Linked DNA regions of Mus musculus: region 1 is linked to region 2. The links are chromatin contacts, called in public HiChIP or PLAC-seq maps. All regions are on one chromosome and are shown on one strand. The core of a region is the stretch at or near the end of the contact, and the rest is flanking DNA. Distances in the headings are between cores, read along the strand shown. Region 1 overlaps Tmem189 (transmembrane protein 189). Region 2 overlaps Gm32513 (a long non-coding RNA gene).

Region 1 (6,482 bases), core at 27-2,526, 150 kb before region 2:
GCTTTCCTCCGAGGCTTAGGGTCCTGGCTCCGTGCCCTTCCTAAGACCTGAGTTACCTGGGGCACCGTGGGCTCTGGTTTAGGACTGGACCTTGGTTTTGCGACATCAATGGGCTCAATGCTGCGTGGGGTAGCAACTGGCACACAGTAGGCCCTCAGAGCTGACCCATTAGGGTAGCTGGGAATGAGGAGCTGTACAGGCCTGTGCCAGTGTCCTCCATCCCTCAGTTTCTGACTGTAAACTGGTTGCCTGGCCCAGGTTCTGAGTTGCAATGGTGCTTTTGGACTCTCATTGACGGGGGACCAAGGCCTTGGGGGTGCCATGAGGCCTGTGGGTGAGAACCTCTGGACACCTCCCAAGAGAGTGAGACTGTAACCCAGGTGACAGGAGGAAGGATGCAGGCTACCTTGGGAATGGAATCCCAGTGTCCAATCTGTTTAAAGGCAGCTGCTAAGGGTAGGTTTTTAGAAGCCAGTGGTACCTGTCCAGCCACCTGGCTACTTATCCACAAATTTACCTACCCATGCATCCATCCACCTCCTACCTAATGTGTCTATGCACTATCCATTCATCCCTCCACCCACCTACCTGCTCATCTCTCTATTCACCCATCCAAGCATAGGCAGTGGGGCCAGAGAAGCGGTGGAAGATGATAGAAGGGCTCCACTGCCTAGCACCGGGCAGTCCTGTTGCTCAGTGAAGACAACGTGCCCCGAAGAGGACTTGCTGCTACCGGGCACCCCAGCAGGTCTGGGGCATTACTGCAGGACCCACTGTCTACTATGAATGGTGTAGACATACTGCCTCTAAGCAAGCAAGGGTTGGGGAACCTGTCTCTAGCTAACTACACTGCTCTGCCTCTTGCCAAATTTGGGCTCAGCATCCTTCCAGAGGCCTGTCCCAGTATCACTGACCAATGACAGATTTAAACACCGCCATCCTGACAGTTATGGGGAATACTGGTCCTGTGGTAGAGCACGGCAGGGGCTCCAAGTCCAGGCTTCTTGTCCTGAATGTCCGGCCCAGGCCGTGGATGAGATGATCTCTTCCTTCCCCAGGTATGGCTGGAGTTTGATTAGAACTGTACCTAACCTGCACACCCTGGTGTGCAGGCTTATGTGGCTCAAGGCTGTACCTCTCTGACCAGCCAAGGTCACCACGCGGCTTCCTCTTCATGTGGAGCTTAAGGGGCCAGCAAACCTTCTATAACAAAGCTAGACACGGAGGCAGCCAGCTCTGTGGCCACATAGTCTCTGTTGTTATGACTCAACCCTGCCAACATCACAGGGTGACCACAGGCAACGTGTCAGTCAGCACAGGGGGTGAGGGATGATGCGATGGTATTGTTGTAATACCTTGTTTGCAAGTATTTTGGGTTTGGCTTGCTTCACTGGGCTAGCACATCTGGAGTCACTCATGTGTCACATGCATTGGCCATTTCCCTTTTTGCTGGTGACTACTGTGCCATCATCTGGTACAATGCACGCAGCCCCCACTGGACCTTTACGGAGCCCTGGGTGCATTGCTCGTTCATGGAGAAGCCCATGTGCTCACAGATTCCCCCATCCCCTGGTCTGAGGACAGCAGAGACATTGTGTTTTTTTGAGACAGAGACTCATGCAGCCCTGGTTGGCCTTGAACTTTTCTGATCCTCCGGTCTCAGCCTGTCAAGTACAAGGGTGACAGGTGTGCAAACATACCCTAACAGACGGTGGCACTAAGGTTCTTCTAGGCTCTCTACTTGCTGCCCTCTGGCTGAACACAGAGCTTGCAGCTTTGGCTAGTCTAGCAAGCCAGCTTGCCCTGGGGATCCCATCTCCACCTAACGGCTGGGATTATAGGTAGGCTGCTATACACACTTGGATTTTTTCTATACGGGATGCGAACTCTAATACTCACCCTTGTAGAGTGAGCGCTTTATCCGCTGAGCTACCCACCCAGTCCCAACACTTACTTACTTTATTGGCAGGGTTTCATCATGTAACCTTGGCTAGCCTGGAAATTGCTAAGTAGACCAAGCTGGCTTCAAACTCAAAACTCTGCCTCCCGAGTTCTGAGATTAAAGACACTTACCACTATGCCTGACTTCTGTTTGACACCATAGAGGTTTCTTTTCCCTTTTTTTTTTCCTTCCTTCCTTCCTTCCTTCTTTTTTTGGTTGACACTTTTTCTTTTAAACCAGAGCACACTGGACTTGAGTGCATCGACTCTGTTAGTCCTTGTGGACCAAGGTTAGTGTGGTTAAGCTCCTTCCCCTTAACTGTCCTGGGCAGTTAATCCTCTGTGATCAGAACACAGTAGAACAGCATTACCAAGTCAAGCCAGGGTGGCCTTTGGGAGCCTCTTTCCAGTACCCAGCACTGCCAAGGGCGTCAGGAAAGTGCGCTGTATGGGCCTCACTACTGACTTAAGTTTGGGCTGAGGCTGTCTCAAAAGAGGCCGGGAGGGGTGCGTGGTAACATGGGAAAAAACCCAGAAGGTGCTCCTGGTCCAGGGCAAAGTGACCTCACAGTGGCGAGCTACACTGAGCTGTTCTGCTGATACCAATCAGGCCAGGAGAGCATCACCACTCTAGACTCTGAGGCATCCTAATAATTCTAACCAGTGTTCCCAAGTCAGCCAAGATTGCAAGTGAGGCGTCAGAGGGAGACCGCCTTCCCAGTATGTGTATGGGCCTGAGTTCTGCCCCCAGCACTCAGGAGGCTGAGCATCGGGAGTCTGGGCTACAGAGAGAACTTGAAGGCAGCCTGGGCTGTGGCTGAGAAACTGCCACAGACCAATGATCCTCAAATAGGGCCATGACAAGTAACCAGATTGTGCTAGCCTAGATGGGACTCTGGGATAGGAAGGGGACACTGGCTATGAGACTAAAGGCAAGTGATCGATGGCAGAGCATAGCATAGAGCAGCCCCCCTGGGTGCTAACTGGCACAAGCACAGAGCTTCAATGCCTGCTTCTTTCCACCATTCCTTATCCGGAAATGGCCTAAAAGCAACTGCCAGAAGAGAATTATATCTCACACACAAAGCCCTGGGTTCCCTGGGTTTGATTCCAACCCTGCAGAAACAGCTGCCGAGTAAACCCAGCACTCTGAAGGTGAAGATCAGGAGATCGGGGTCATCATAGAGAACCATCTACACGAACGGTGCAATCTCCCTTCATGTCCAGTGACAGCCCCATCACACCTGCCCTGCTCAGAGATCTCAGACCTGCTCAGGCTGGCAGCAAAGGACTGTCCAAGGTCACCTGTGCAGGTGGAGTCGAGAGGACCACACTCAGCCTCATGTCCAGGTCTGGGAAATGAGAGTCATGCAGGATGCCTGTCCCTTAACTAGCAGAAACTAGCGAAAGAAGCACAAGGGTGCAGCCAGCGCTCTGGGCTCTGGTACAAGCTCCCCAGTGGCAGCTGCCTGTAGCCTGAGCCCGGCATCCCTCTGCGAGCCTCAGTCTTGCCATCTGTAGGATGGCTGGCACCTGGTATTCACAGAGGCATGCTTGGCGCTGGTGTCAGGAATAACCCGAACAAGAGTGTCTTCTCCCACCACCTGAGGAAAAGGCTCTCGATTCCTGCAGCCTGGTAGCTGTTTTCTAGGGCACTCAGTTGCCCATGAGGCTCCTTTAATGGGGGCAGGGTACAGATACAGACGTCTCTTTGTTCCAGCCCTGGTGGTGGCTGGTGGCTGGGTCACCCTGGGAGCAGCTTTGGCATGGTCACCATCCTTCCCCACAGGCACTGGGAAGGGCACAAGGATGCTGCTCTATCCAGTGACAGCAGCATTGTGAAGGCTGCGTGGAGCTGAGAGGCCGGCAGACTAGGTAGACAGACCCTGAGCAAGCACATCGGTCAGGCTCGGTTAATCCAGACGCCTCAGGCAGTGTGGCCTCTGGGACTCGGTGCTGATCCCTGCCCTCCTCAGTCTCCAAGCTGCCCCTTCAAGGACCCACAGCATCCCCTCCCCAAGAGAATGATCAGTTTGTCACCACACGCTGTCTTTGTCACGGCCATCAGTGACCTTCAGGGCCAGGTCCCTTTGCTGCACCATCAGGCTGCCTGCTGCGCTGCCGACTCGGGTGGTGCCCTCTCTGAGGCAGCGGCCCTCTCAGCTTTCTCCACTCCCTGGGCTGTACCTTGTGCTCATTCCTGCTGTCCAGCTGAGGTCTTCCCCTGGCTACTTCTGTTTCTCCTCTGCCACCAGCTCTTGGGCCGAATACGGACTCAACCCCTCACCTCACCCACCGCTCACCCCCACAGCAGCCTGACTGTTCATGCAGCTCAACTGCCGAGCTCCTCTGAGTTCCAAAAACCCATCACCACCTGCTCCCTCAGTCCTAGCACCAGAAAACCAGCACCCAGCATCTCCCATGAGAAATTCACCAGTGACTCCCTACAACACTCAAGATAATCCCACTGTCCAGACCATGACCCCCAAGGTCCTGTCCCTCTCGCCCATCCACTTCAGTGAAAGGTCACCAGGCCTCTTTGATGCACGGCTCACGGCAGCCTCAGTGCCTTTGCACCTGTCCTCCTGCCTCAGATAAGCCTCCTCTGGCATCTCCTCCCCTCCAGGCTGTTAACAACCACAGTTTTATCTTGATCAGCTCTCAGGCATTGTGTCACACAAGCCCGGCTTTTACAGACTAGAATCCTTTCAGTTTAAGCTCTGGTTTCCGGGGCTACCTGGGCATCGGGAACTGTTGAAGAGATAGAAACAAGCTGGCACAGTGCCCTTGGCGGCTACCTGCGTGTTAACAGACAAATCAGGGCGGCTATTTAAATCAATTGAGGGTTGTGTAAACACTGCTATCAGGGGATTACCTGCCCTTATCAGCCCAGAAGCTGGGTGCCTGGGAGAGCAGGCCACCTTGGCTTCTAGGATGGGGCTGGGAGCTGCAGAAACACAGGTCTCAGGCAGCGTGGGAAGGAGGTGACCAGCCAGTATGGCACCCAGCTGGACCTACTACAGGGTGTCTCCCCACCCTTGGCCAGGGAGGATGTGCCTAGAGAGCCCAGGGCCGGTGGGAAGAGAACAATGCTGGACAATATTGTTGCCAGGGAAATAGCCAACTCAGGGCATGACCCAGCAGATCCTTATAGAATATCCACTGTCAGCATGGGCAGGGGCTAAGGTAGCCTTGGCCAGTGGTCTTGCAGGCCAGGTCACCTTCCCTCTTCATCCCAATCTCCAGCCCTCTCAGTGCGGCTGGATCCTCCCGGTTTTCCGACAGCTCCAGGAAACCACACTGCCTCAGTGTTCAGGACATGTGCTGCAGCCAGCCCAGCCAAGGCTGCAGGAGCCTCCCAATTCTGGGCTAGGTGCTCCTACGAGGGGTCGGGGGTGGGGTTGGGGGTTATGGGACCCCTGCAGATGAGGCCTGGGCTCTCCATCACAAAGCGGGCTAAACTCTCCCCTGGATTGTGAGACAGCTTGATTAGCAGGGCTGTACACTATTGGCTTAGGCAGACAGGATGCTTTTAACGGGATTGAGAAGCAAAGCCACAGGAAGGGTCAGGTAGGACCAAGGGTACCACAACCCCTTGGCCAGCCCTGGGGCACCTGAGCCAGAGGACAATTGGCTGGAAAGGAGGGAAACTGAGCCATCTGGAGCTCGGGTTGCAGCCAGACATTCCGACCACATGTGCTTCAGGTTAAAGTGTCCTGCAGGTCCCTTCTCTCAGCCCCTAGTTCCTCATCAAGATGAGTCTCAGCCTGGCCCAGGGGAACACCAGGACTTCCTAGCACACAGGACCCCCCCCACTCCATATATACCATCCAACTCACTGAATTCCTAGCACCTGCCATGTATCAGGGCTCATGCCCAAGGCTAGAGATACAGCAGTGGATGGAACAGGGGAAAAAAATCTGACTTCTGAGTTGTTGGAGACTCAGTGGGCTCCAGCGACAGTGTGTGTGGCAGGGCTTGGTCACCATGTGGCCCTGGCTGGCCCAGAGATCACAGATCTTCTTCTGCCTCCCAAGTACTGAGATTAAAGGCTTGTACCCACCAAACTCCACAGGGCTGTCTCTGAGGGCCCATCACGGAGGACCTACTTAAGCAGGTGGCTGTCAGTAGATCTTGGGGATCAAAAGCATGGAGTCCTGAGAAGGGCTACAGGTACAGTGAACGGTTCGTACAGAGGTCCCCAAAGGAAGGGGTGTGCATGCGCCGAGAGTGTGGTCAGTGTGGCCGAACAGCAACAAGGAGGGAATGTTGAAGTTGGGGGCTGTCAGATGGAATGGCTGCCAGGTCAGCACTGGACAGGGCAGTGGGTGGGGGGAGGCTGGAGAACAGCTGGGGGAGGTAGCTGATTTTCAGTACGCCAAAAAGAAGAATGGAACCAACAGGAACTGGGGGTGATGTCACCATGCCACTCAACTGAATGCTCCAAGATGAGCAGGTGCTGACGCGAGACCACCCCGAGCACTCATGTGCTCGACTGCACAAAGGCACACGACCTCGAGAGGGGCCCTGTACTCACCGAC
Region 2 (6,307 bases), core at 3,409-5,908:
CATCTATCTGATCACTTTGCTGTCCTTGCAGGTGTCAAGAGGGCCTCTAAACATGTCCTAATGTGTGCTACCCTGTGATCAAGGGTGTGAAGCACTTTGCACAGTGGCTGGTCCTTTGCATGGCCCCTGTTATAAAGCACCACCCTGTTACAGTGCTCTCTGCCTTTTGTGATAATTGAATTTCCTATCTGCCATCCTCTTCCTTCCCCATGTTTGCAATGATACATCTTCTGTTCGGTTACCCCACATGCCAGGGCTGTCCCAAGAAACAAAACCAACAGGAGGTACTAGGACAGGGGCTCTCTTCATGGTCTGCCTGTAGCTTTCCAGATTGGTGTCTGTGCTCTGACATGGAAATGTCTGATGATGTTGATGTGGGAGCATATGTGCATGTGTGTGTGAATACTGGTCGAAGCTAGTTACAAGTGGCATAAATAACTCAGGGCGTGGTGCCGGCCACTTTCATGTATCATCTTGGCTGGACAGTGATGGCCACTTTCTGCTTGTGAAAGATGGCAGTGGTTGTGGTCAAAGTCTACAAAAATTACCAGCCGAGTGCCATGGCATGTATCTGGGAGGCTGAGGCAGGAGGTTTGCAGTTTTTGCTTTGGGGCATGTAGAGAGACCCTGTCCCCGAAAACAAGAAGGAAAGAAAGGTTAATAGGGCAGGTGGGCCTTGTCTGATCAGATGGGGGGGGGGAAGCACGAAGCTTTAGCGTCCTATGAAGAGTCAGCCTTGAGGTGCTAATGTAGAGAGCTCCCAGAGTCTCCAACCAACTGGCTCATCCCACATGCTATGGAACTTGCCAAGTTCAAGCTGTCAAAAGATGAAATGGAAATGGACACAGGGCCCCAGGAGACAGCTCAGCTGGTAAAGATGCTTCCCGGACAAGCGAGGTAACTGGTTTCCACCTCAGGGCCCACATAAAGGTGGACACAGAGAATGGATTCCTAAAAGCTGCTCAGGTTTAACTTATCTCGAGTAACAAGAGAGAGTCTCGCCCTACTGGCTGAGGATCTTCAGAGTGAAATTAAGAGTTTCTGTGGAAGAACATCTTCTATTTGTGTAGAAACTGTCCAAAGAAGAAAGGGAATTTAACATTAAAAGTGATTTAAAAAATACTTACTTTAGGCACTATCCTTTAATCTCAGCGTCAGAGAGGTTCAGGCAAGCTATCACTAAGAGTTTAAAGCCAGTCTGGTGTTCATAGTGAGTTCTAGGCTACCCAGGGCTACACAGCAAAGCCCTTCTCAAACCACCTCCCCCTGCCCCCACCCAAAGATTTATTTTATCATTAAGTGTGTGTGTTTGTGAACTTGTGCACATGAGTGCAGGTTTACTCAGAGCCCAGAAGAGACCCCTGGCACCCCTGGAGCTGGAGTTACAGTCAGTCCTGGGAACTGAACTCAAGTCCTTTAAAAAGGTGATGATATGCTGTTCTCTTAACTGCTGAGCCATGCCTCTAGTCTCAGAAAAAAAAAAAAAGAGATTTTTAAAAAAATATGAAAATGTACAGTATAAGTGAGTTTTGGGTGGAGAAATGTTTCAGAGAAAAGTAGAGGAGTCCTGAGGTCTCCGTCATTTACCTACTGAAAATCCGCTGAGCATCTGTGGTGCCCACATGGGATTAGGGGCGGGAGCGAGGAGGCAGGCTCCGGCCTCCTGGGACTGAGATCCTGGTGCAGACAGGCAGACAGACAGACTGACCTTCCTAGGAGACCCAGAGGAATGTGAAGACTCAGGGATGAACTGGGACTTAGGTGCTGCTTCACTAGGTGGCCAGAGAAAGCTCTCTAAGGTGACGTTTGAGCTGAGGCCCAAAGGAGAGGAGCTCTCCCAAAAGAGCCCCCCAGGCACCAGCTCAGCTAGTGCAGAGGCCCCAAAGCCCTCATACCGCGTACTGGCAGCTCCATAGAGAACCCCGGGCTGCTCTGAGTTCTCCGGGAATTCAGGTGACCCTGGAAGGCCCCCAGAACAGGGTGGGACCAACTTCAGAAGGGAAGCAAACTGAAAATGTTCCCATTTGGGGAACTCGGGATAGGTCAGCATTGAAGGGCTGTTCTAACCTTCTGGAAATCAGGGGAAGTCAGTGGCTCCAGCTGGCTATGTGTTTGGACACAGATGTTCCCCATCTGTAAGGAGCAGGAGCAGAGAACAGGGGAACTGGGTGGGGTGTCTGGCAGCAGCCACTACATGCCTGCAAACTCCTACTCAGCCTTCAGAACCCGGCATGCATTCCCCCTCCCAGGAAAGCCTTCCAGACAGTTCTGAGCTAGCCAGTCAGCTCCTACCACCTGCGACTCACAGGAACTTGGAATGTTTGCCTCCGTCTCCACGGACAGCAAGGCTGTTTATGCCCCCGGAGTGGACACGTAAGCAAGTACAGGAGTGACATCTCAGGTCAGGAACAGAAGACGTGAGAGTCAGTGCTGGCTCTGAACTAATGCTTATGGATTCTGTGTCTCCAAGGCCTGGCCTCCAGGACATGTCCAGGCAAAGGGACCAAGTGACATTTCTGCCCACTACTATCACCCCTTTCTGCTGAGTTTCCCCGAGGGACACTTGGGTCCAGCTTGTCCTTAGGAGGACTGGATGGTGATTAGAAGGTTCTGAGGCCGTGAAGTCCTGGCTAAGCGTTCCTGATATTAGGAAGTTATTGAAAGTCGGGCCAGCCACAATGCATACTGGGAAGACTTGGTCACTATGTCCACCAAGGAGGAGGGACGGGAGCCCTGTCGCCTGCAGGGGGAGGGGCAGGCAAGAGACATGGCAATGCATAGGTTAGAATGACAGAAAGGGACACGCAGGCCCGAGGGAGAGAGAGACAGGGGAAACGGAGGGGTGTCAAGGTGCGGCTTAAGGGCCTAACATCCTTGTGGTGCCTTATACTCACTCACTGCCTGCTGTAGGCACTGGGAACCTATGAGAAGCCAAGGCCCAGCCGCCGCCCCATGGCCACCTCAGTGCTTATCTGGGGCCCAGGCTGGGTACCTTGGTCTCCATAGCTCCTCTACCCTGAAACCGTGCTCTCAGATTAAACAGGAGGACCCGGGAACCTGAGGCACTGTTGGTGAAGCCCATGCATGGGACTTCCCAACACTATAGGGGTAGAGTAGGCTTGTGTCTGGGTGAACATGCCTGGCCCAGAACCCTTGGCTGCCTTCCCTCCTCCTCCTCCCCAGTGCTGCCCGCCTCTGCCGCCCTTTGACCCATTCAGTCTGTCACCCTGCCATGTTGTTTCCTATAAATCCCTCCTGGTCTTTTTTTTTTTTTTTTTTTGAAACCTCAATTCACAAATAGATTCCACATCATAAGACAGAGTGGCTTTTGGAGGCGAAGGAGCACTTTGTAGCAAAGGTCACGGCTGTCTCAGGTGTGTTTATTGGCGCTTAGTTTAAATTGCCCCTCACGTCCCAGGAAGGTGGAAGTCTTAAAATTACTTCTCCCTCCATCTGGCGCCGCCCAGGCCCGGAAGCTCTGAGTCGCCTCACACTGAATTATTAATTATGATTTTCTTCTGTAATTGTCTACCCTGGAGTATGGACCAGCAGGCTCTGACTTGCCTGACCTTAAAGACAAGAACTCAAAGGCTCTTGGAGATCAGTTGCCTCAGTCAGTGGAACTGCTGTGCGACCCTGGGCAAACACATTTCCTCTCTGGGCTGTTCCATATGTGTGGTGCGGAAGTGAAAGCTTTTGAGTCTGCTAGCAGGGATATTTTTCTCTTGTTCGGTTGGAGACAGTGTCTCAGCATGTAGCTTTGACTATCCTGGAACTATGTAAACTAGGCTGGCCTAGAACTCACAGAGATCCGCCTGCCTCTGCCTCCTGAATGCTGGGATTAGAGGCACGGACCCCCACTGCCCAGCTAGGAGGGACATTCTCTTAATTTCAAACTTGAAAGTGGGTCTCTGGTGCATTGTAATTTTAGATTTGGATGGTCCTAGGGAGGAAGAGAAATGGACACTCAGCCATCTTCCACAGGTCATCCCAAGGTCACCTGGGATCAACATCCATTTATTAGCAGACAGGGAAAAATTAAGGGGTGGAGCACCAAGGAAGGCCTGGTAGAGAGCCAAGAAAGTCACTTCCCTTAGAGACCATAGGCCAGAGATGATCACATGGTTCTAGGTGCAAAGCAAGTTGGGAAATGTAGTCCCTGACTAGACAGTTACTAACCTATAGCAACCTCTGTCCTCTGGTATTCTCTCTCTCTCTCTCTCTCTCTCTCTCTCTCTCTCCCTCTCTCTCTCTCTCTCCCTCTCTCCCTCCCTCCCTCCCTCCCTCCCTCCCTCCCCCCTCCCCCCTCCCCTCTCTCCCCTCCCTCTCCTTTCTTCTCTCTCTGTTTCTGTCTCTCTCTGAAATGTGACTTGCCTGGAACTCACAGAGATGTGACACTCTTTTTCTTTAGTTGCATTTTTATGTATTTGTGTGTTTTGGGGGGGGGGGGGTGGCGGAGGAGGGATAGGGAGGGGGAGGAAGATGGAGGAAGGGGGAGAGGGGGAGGGGGAAAGGGAGAGGGGGGAGGCTTTGCTTGCAGCAGTTCATGTGTGGGAGTCAGAGGACAGTTTCAGGAGTCAGTTGTCCCCTCACACCCAGTAGGCTGTCAGGCTGAATGGCAGGCATCTTTCCCTGCTAGGCCTCAGTGTTCTCAGTGTTCTCTTTTCAAAGGAATTACACAGAGGAAAGGAATTTCATCCCTTGTTTATCAGTGAACTAAAACATGTGAACTAAAGCATGTGACTTCCTTCCACGGAGAAAGCTCCTGTAAGGTCTGCCCTGTACCTGTGAGGGGGTCTAGTGTGGGCAGAGGATGGACAGACAGATACAAGGACAGACAGACGTTCAGATGAGCAGAGCACAGAGAGCTTGGAGCAGACTGTGGATGAGTCCCCATGACTAAGCCGAGAAGGCCTGTCAGTAGAAGAAGGGGGGCGGGGGGAGGCGGAGACCTTCTGAACACAGTGTGCGGCCATCAAGCATGCCCCTGCAGAAACAGTGTGCGGACCCAAACCTCACTCCACACGAAGCACTGAGGGGTAGGCGAGATGGCTCAGTGGGTAGTGTTCACTGTGTTAGTGCGAGCACCCAAACTCAGATCCACAGTACCCGTACAACTAGCCTGGTGTGATGGGGAATAACCAGGAGCCCAGTGCCTGGGGGTAGGGGTGGAGATGGGAGAATCCCTAGGACTCCCAGACCAGACACTCTAACTGAATCAGATCACTTCAGGCCATAGAAACCCTGCCCCCAAAAGATAAGGTGTCGAGAGCCAGAGGAGGACTGGCCAGTTGGGCCTCTCAAACACACACGGTCGAAAGAACCATTGACTCGAAAAAGCATAGTAAGAAGATAAGGAGTGGCCCAGCCTCAAGAAGGCTGAGCGAGAAGCTGCATGATGTGAGAACAAGGGAATTAGGGGAAGACCTGAGCTCGGATCCCTAGCACCCAGATAAGAGCTGACCATGTCTGAGCATGCTCGAAGCCACTGCACTGTGGGTGGGAGATAAGCAGATCCCTAGAGCTGCTGGTCAGCTGGCCTGGCTGAAACTACTTCTGTGCAGTGAGAGACCCTGCCTCAAAACACAGATAATGGAGACAGATAAATGACATCGTCCGCTGTGTCTGCGTGTGTATATGTAACACAACACACAGTATACACACATACACACCACACACATACCGTCACACATGCACTCTCAGTGCATGTGCAACACAACACAGTGTACACACATACATACACACCACACACATACACATACCACCACACACGCGCACACACACACATACTACATACCTATGCACACACACACATTCACACACATCCACCATCACACACACACACACACACACACACACACACACACATACACACACAAACACACAGGCAAATTTATCAGTGGCCTCATGGAGAGTCAACGATTATGTTCTTTAACGGCCCCATTACAAAGATGACACAGCAGAGCCTAGGCTATGAGGCTCCACAGTACGGTGCTAGCCTTACACACAAACTCATCAGTTAAAAAGGTAAAGCCAGCTGGGCGTGGCGCTGCATGTCTGTAATCCCAACACTCTGAAGTACCTGCTGAAGGAAGAGTCCAGTGAGTTTGAGGCCAGCCTGGTCTACATGGGACCAAAGAAACAGAATGCTGACAATGTGGCATGGGCCTGTCATCTTAGCTCTCTGCAGATTGAGGCAGGAAGATCGTGAGTTCTAGGCCATCGTGGGTATCCAGTGAGACCCTGTTGCAAACAACCATCCAAACAGGAAGTGAACTGAGCACAAGGGAGAGAGTAGGGGGGAAGG

What was found. HiChIP or PLAC-seq counts read pairs in DNA pulled down with a chosen protein or histone mark.
Region 1: a contact with region 2 is called in an H3K27ac HiChIP or PLAC-seq map of microglia, with 3 times the contacts expected there. The contact joins two enhancer-like sites. A contact is called at or near these places in 3 of 39 promoter capture datasets (the C10 cell line, macrophages and neutrophils), 1 of 484 Hi-C or Micro-C datasets (the HL-1 cell line), 2 of 115 datasets of contacts at active chromatin or transcription factors (bone marrow-derived macrophages and microglia) and 2 of 9 other capture datasets (adipose tissue and liver).

The regions. Positions count from the first base shown.
Region 1 is chr2:167,648,130-167,654,611 of GRCm38.p6, forward strand. Tmem189 (transmembrane protein 189) reads right to left here. Exons shown (of 6, transcript NM_145538.2): 2 at 6,479-6,482. Among named protein-coding and RNA genes, the nearest start is that of Tmem189, 10 kb to the right of the region's middle. Within about 2 kb of position 1,277, at least 85 of the 459 cell types and tissues checked have an H3K27ac peak or open chromatin away from gene starts, as enhancers often do. A contact at or near this core is called in the HL-1 cell line, bone marrow-derived macrophages and microglia, where this site is marked.
Region 2 is chr2:167,796,128-167,802,434 of GRCm38.p6, forward strand. Gm32513 (a long non-coding RNA gene) reads left to right here. Exons shown (of 3, transcript XR_375282.1): 3 at 1-159. Among named protein-coding and RNA genes, the nearest start is that of Gm32513, 9.9 kb to the left of the region's middle. Within about 2 kb of position 4,659, at least 138 of the 459 cell types and tissues checked have an H3K27ac peak or open chromatin away from gene starts, as enhancers often do. A contact at or near this core is called in the HL-1 cell line, bone marrow-derived macrophages and microglia, where this site is marked.